2 separate regions of the Mus musculus genome follow, and region 2 is linked to region 1. Evidence: chromatin contacts called from public targeted proximity ligation data. All regions are on one chromosome and are shown on one strand. The core of a region is the stretch at or near the end of the contact, and the rest is flanking DNA. Distances in the headings are between cores, read along the strand shown.

What was found.
Region 2: a contact with region 1 is called in a targeted proximity ligation map of embryonic stem cells, with 3 times the contacts expected there. A contact is called at or near these places in 1 of 39 promoter capture datasets (cranial neural crest), 5 of 130 datasets of targeted methods (bone marrow-derived macrophages, embryonic stem cells and pro-B cells) and 1 of 9 other capture datasets (embryonic stem cells).

The regions. Positions count from the first base shown.
Region 1 is chr19:24,252,593-24,255,559 of GRCm38.p6, forward strand. No RefSeq gene overlaps it. Among named protein-coding and RNA genes, the nearest start is that of Fxn, 27 kb to the right of the region's middle.
Region 2 is chr19:24,860,300-24,863,266 of GRCm38.p6, forward strand. It overlaps Pgm5 (phosphoglucomutase 5), which reads right to left and starts at 1,543. Exons shown (of 11, transcript NM_175013.2): 1 at 1,230-1,543. The coding sequence starts at 1,490.

The DNA of each region.
Region 1 (2,967 bases), core at 244-2,743:
ATTTAAAACTATTGGTTGAATAAAGGTGCCTACAACCTGTAGCTGGGCAGAAAAGAGGTAGGTGGGGGCTTTGGGTCCTCAGATTTGGGGTCTACAGCATAGACAAATAGGGAAGAAGAAAGGAGGCGCATGGGGTAGGTGGATGGTGAGCACATGGCCACGAGGGCCAGCCAGTTAGAGTAGGAGCAGCCCAGACAAAATGTGGCAACTGGTATCTCAGGATTATTGATGGGAGAGTAGACAAAATAACATAGAGGGTTGATATCTGCCCAGCTTTAGTGCTTTAAGGCTTATTATAAATAGAAAGGTTTTGTGTCTTTTATTTTGGGAACTAAATGATCTAAGGTGGGCTAGAAGCCCCCAATACTATTTACCACAAAATCTGCAGAAGCAATAATGAGTACTCCTAACCACTGAGCCACCTCTCCACTGTGTAGTGCAAGAATGGAGGGAGAGGGTGGAGCCAGCCTTCTCTGGCCTAAGCACTCAGGATGTTTAACAGGGGTGCCTGATCAGCAAGTTACTGGCTGAGGCAGACCGGAGGGTGTTTTTTGTGGAACCCGATGGATTGTGAGTGGACTGGCAAGTCAAGGTCTAGCAGGATGAGGTGGACATACTTTAGATGGCCTATGCAGGGTCTGGTGGCATCATCATAGTTACTGTCGTGTCTGAAAATTGGCATCCTGAATTGTGCAATGCAAAGTCTGGGCAGCTCTGCATCACAATGTTAACTCTTGCTAAGCATGGTGGCTCACCGGCAATCCAAGCATTTGGGAGGCAGAGGCAGGAGGATTGTTTTAAACTCAGTCTGGGCTATAAAACAAACTATAATTCTAAATCTAAACTTATTTGCTTTTTTTTTTTTTTTAAAAGATGTACTTATTATATGAGTACACTGCAGCTGTTTTTAGACACACCAGAAGTATGGCATCTGATCTCATTACAAATGGTTGTGAACCAACAAGTGGTTGCCGAGATTTGAACTCAGGACCTTGGGAAGAGCAGTCAGTGCTCTTAACCACTGAGCCATCTCTCCAGCCCCCTGCTTACTTGTTTTTTTAACCTTAGAGGTTTTAGGGTCTCTCTTTCCTCTTAGGATTTATTTAAGCAAATGACGTTGGCATTATAGAGCTCTAGTCTTAAGTTTGGCCGCTTGAGCTGGCCCTGGGGGTTGGGAGAAGGGAAAGTGCTTAGGTCATCCAGAGACTTTCAAATTCTCCCGGAAGGAATTCGGTGGCTGTTTCTCACTTCCCCCTTGGCTGGTGGGGGACCCTGGAACTTCTGTCACTGGGTCTGGTACTGTGTGTCTGACTCTGTCCTCCAAGGGAAACCCTGTTTTACCTACCCCTAAAGCACTGGAGAGGCACGCTCAATGGGCAAACTGCCCCTGGGAAAAGCTGTCTTGAAAGCTGATGAATAAAGAGGGCCCTCATTAGCAGCTGCTGGGCGATGGTTACTTAAGGGCTCCGTGGGGGTGGCGGTGTGGGCCTTTCTTAGCTCAAAGACACACCTTACCAGCTGGTTTTTAAACTCACAGCAGGACCTGCTTTCTCTGCATCTATCCACAGGCAGCTGACACTTAAGTGTGTGATCTTGTAAGGGGAAATAGAAGGTGTTTATTTGTTCAAACAGGTCTTGGAATCAGATGAAGGCAACTGATTTCCGAGAACCAGGAGGCTGGATTTAAGAAATATTTATAAAATTTTTACAAGCCAAATAGCACGCATGCTAGAATCAGCCAATTGGCTGCTAGAACGCTGTTACTCATACACACCTGTAAGTCTTCACTAATCAAGTCTAGGTTTGGGCTCCTTAGTTACAAAACACAGCAGTTCTGACTTAAAACACCTGTAGCAGATGTGATCTCAACTCAGGACCCTGACCTAATGAAGAATTTGGAATTGTTGATTTCTTCCCTGGTTTTACACAGTGAATGGTTCTGACTTCCTCTAGCCTTTTCTAGATATGCCAAATTCTAATAATAAATAAATAAATAAACAATAAATAAATAAATATTGTATTTTGAACACTTTAACATTTGTAAAAATAAGTGAACAAAATCCTTTTGGACACAGAAATTCCATGTTCAGCTCAAGATGGAGTCAAGCGACTCTGTAACAAATACTATGTTTCTTTTCAGAAGTTTATGTGTATCAGTGTTTTGCTTTTTTTGTGTGTATGTATGTGTCTGTGTGGTGTGTGTGTGCACATGCCAGTGTGCTTGTGTTCATGCCTGGTGCCAAAAGAGGGAGTCATATCACAAGAACTGGAGTGACAGGTTTATGAGTTATCACATGGTGCTAGGAACTGCTGAGCCACTCTTCCACCTGTCTTTTTTTGTTTGTTTGTTTGTTTGTTTTTTTGAGACAGGGTCATACTATGTAGCCTTGGTTGTTCTGACTTGATACATAGACTAAGCTAGCTTCAAAACTCAAGATATCCACCTGCCTCTGTCTAATGAGTGGTGAATATATATATATATATATTGTGTGTGTGTGTGTATGAATGTATACCTGTTGTATAACAGTTTCCTCTGAGATTAAAACATTCCACTATATAAGAAAGGTCTTAAACAGGAAGGCAAAAAACTCAGAAAAGCCTCTAGAAGTTCCGGAAACTGAGCAGATTCACTAGGCCCCTCCTTGCCAGAGTAAGCAATAAAAGCTGAGAATCTCTCTCAGATAAGATGCAAAGAAGACTCTGAGACCAGACCAGCTACTTGGGAGGAACAGCTGAGCTTCCTGGAAGAGACCGGAGTCTCTTGGAAAGGACATTCTCTAACCTTTAGAGCTGCCTGCAGGCTCTGCAGCATGATCTGGGTTTCTCAGCTTTTGTGAGCTGTCACCCATGCTACAGTGGGCCTTGGTGATGCAACTGTCTTTGAGCCATTTCTGTTCTCATAATAACCCCATATTCCTGAAGTAACCCCAATAAAATCCATTGGTTCACCAAGTTGGACTTTGGCGG
Region 2 (2,967 bases), core at 293-2,792, 610 kb after region 1:
CAAAGTAACAATAACAAAAAACTCACAAAACACCTTTTCCTCCATGCCATTCCTAAAACGCTGAGAAGAGAAAAATCACAGTAGGGAACATGAAGCATAGACGGCCCTAATGAAGAAACACTAAGGAGAAATGAAAACAGAGAGAGAGGGGTGGAATGGCCAGAATCCACAGGACAGGTAATTATCTGCTTTCACTTTTAAAGATGGACATCGGCAAGAGATTGCACTCAGGTAAAGTTTCATGGGTGTGGATCTGATCGCGTTCACCAGGCTCAAATGACTTTTGGAAACTTCCTACAGATAATTCAGAGACCCACCCCCCCCTAAAGTTTGCTAGTCACAAGTTTGGGTAACTAGATTTGGGGCTAAGCAGGGGTGGGGAGAGCAGGATGGATTTACCATTTAAGGGGGTGCTTCTGTCTGTAGGGTAGGGAAGAGGGAGCAGACAGAAAGAAACTCAAAGTCTAAGAATCAAGGTTGCAGAAAAAAACTGCAGAGGTCTTAGAAGGGAGAGAGAATGAGGATGCAGATGGGAAGGAAGAGGACCGGCTGGTCAATGCTGAAGGCATCTTGGAGGGGCGATAGGAATTGCGTTAAGAATGCTGCTGCGAGTCTCACTTACATCCTTTAGAGACCTCCTGGGAACTGAGAGCCAAGGTTGCAAAGCCCCCAAAATCATCCAAACCATTCCTGTCCCAATCAAAGTCACCACTAAAGGACCACTGGGCTAGAGTGAAGTGTTGGGGCCCAGTCTTGACAAATAGCACATGGTTCAATACTGGAGTGTGCCCACGCAGATAATTGTTAAAATTTGGCAGCTATGATTTGGAGAGAGAGGATTACGGCAATAATAATAATAATAATAATAATAATAATAATAATAATAATAATAATAAATAGAATAAAAGAATACCGGAGTGAGATTATATTGGCAGACTCGAAAAAAGTCTGTGTAGGGAGGTGGGCAATAAATCGCTTGGAGGAATACGGGACACCCAAGGCTGTGATGGAGTGGAAAATGGATGCAGAACGAATACAGCAGAAAGTACAACAGGTGCCGGAGAAGCCTAAGTTTCCAGCCCAGGGGCTTTGAGAAGAGCAGCTCCTCTAAGGCCAGTGTCCCACTGTGCCTAGTGGCTGCCAGTGCGCCCGGGTGGGAAGCTGGAAAGAGCACAGGGAGGTGACCAGGGTGTGGAGACCCCGCAAACCGGGGCGTGAGAGTCACTCACCCCATTGGCCGCAGCCATCTGCACCACGATCTCAGTAGCCGTCCTGCTGAAGTACCTGCCGTCGCTGCCCACCACCATGGTGCAACCCTGACGGTCGCGCAGGTCGATGGACGACAGCACACTCTGGATGAAGTTGGGCAGGTAGTTGCGCTGGCCCTCGAAGAGCCCTGTGGGCCGTCGCAGCCCGCCGCCACCGGTCGGCCGCTGGTCCTCATAGGGCGCCGTGGGCACCGTCAGCACTGGGATGGGGCTCCCCTCCATGGCGCCGCTGGCCGGTCCTGCCGCGGCTGCGGGAGCCTCGGGGATCTGCCGCCCTCCCGGGCCCCCGCGGTCTGGCCTTGCTCCCGGCTCCGCCTTGCGCCCTCCCCGCCCCTCTCCACCCTCCCGTCGCTACTCTCGGATTGTCCCCCTCAACGTCCCAGAGTGGAGTCTGCCTCCACCTTCAGATAGTTTTCTGCAGCCCAGCTCTTTTCCAGAGGATCGCCCAGCTGTCCTCAATTCCTTTCCCCAGCTCGCCTGACTTTGGGAGTGTCTCAAAGCCAAGCTCTAGGACCAGCTCCTGTGTCCCCAGCCACACCACACTCTTGAGTCCAGTGCCCCGACTCAGCCTTCCAGCTCCTCCAGAGGCCCACTCTCCACTAGAAGACAGCCTGGCACTGGAGTCTGAGCTAGCCAGGGGCCTAGCCCACAGCCCTCTCTCCCCACACCCTGAGTCTGCTTAGCTCAAGTGCAAGTTTCTCTCCCTAGTAAGGACAGAGAGGGAGGTGGGAGGGGGCTAAAACCTTTTGCCATCAGAGAACAGCCCTAGCCAAAAATAACCCTGGAAAGGAGAGCTGAGAATTGTTAGGCTCTGCCAGAGGTGAAACTGAAGGCTGGGCAGTGAGTGTGTGTGTGAGTGTGTGTGTGTGTGTGTGTGTGTGTGTGTGTGTGTACACTCAGCAGGAACATTTGTTGTGCAGAATCATACCCTGTCGGCCCCTTTAGTCCACAGGACCTACCCCAGCATCTACATTTGTAGCATCTCTCCAGGTGGGAGTTTTGTTTTGTTTTGTTTTGTTTTGTTTTGTTTTCATTGTTGTTGTAACTGCAACAAACACATACTTTCTTATTCTTTTCCTGCTTGTCCTTCCTACACATCTGCTTAGAAATCGGCTTCCCTCACACTGCATCTGTCCACGCTACCGAACTCTGGATAAAATACTTTCGGTAGGCGATTAAAACGCACTTAATGTCCACCAGGAATGAATGAACGAAGCCAACTGAAACAAAGGTGAGGTGCCACCTACTGTGCTTGGCCCCCTTGCCTGAAGCCTTTCTTTCTGATCCTCCTCAAATCCAAAACCAGGAAAATCTTCATATAGAGAGGAGTGAAAAGGGAGGGAATTAAAGGGGGGGGTGGGGACTGAGCTCGGCACACGGCTGTGAACCCAACCATCTACAGTGTGTGGAGAGACAGAGGACAAAGCAGAGAAAGCTTCGCAGGAGGTGTGGGACTAGAGTAATTCCCAAGATTCAATGCAATGGGAAAGGAGGGAAAGGGAGGCAGGCCAGCTTCATAAGCACCAAGGCTGGCACGTCCTTCATCCCCCGTCCTAGGTGGGCAGAGATAAGAACCCAGTCCTAGTCTCCAGGCTGGATGCTCCTGTGCTGAGCTCAGCTTCTTTACAAGGTGAGTCAAGAGAAATGGGGTGCTCTCTGACCTAGGGATGCCTCTCTGCCTTCTCTGAGTCACTAGCAC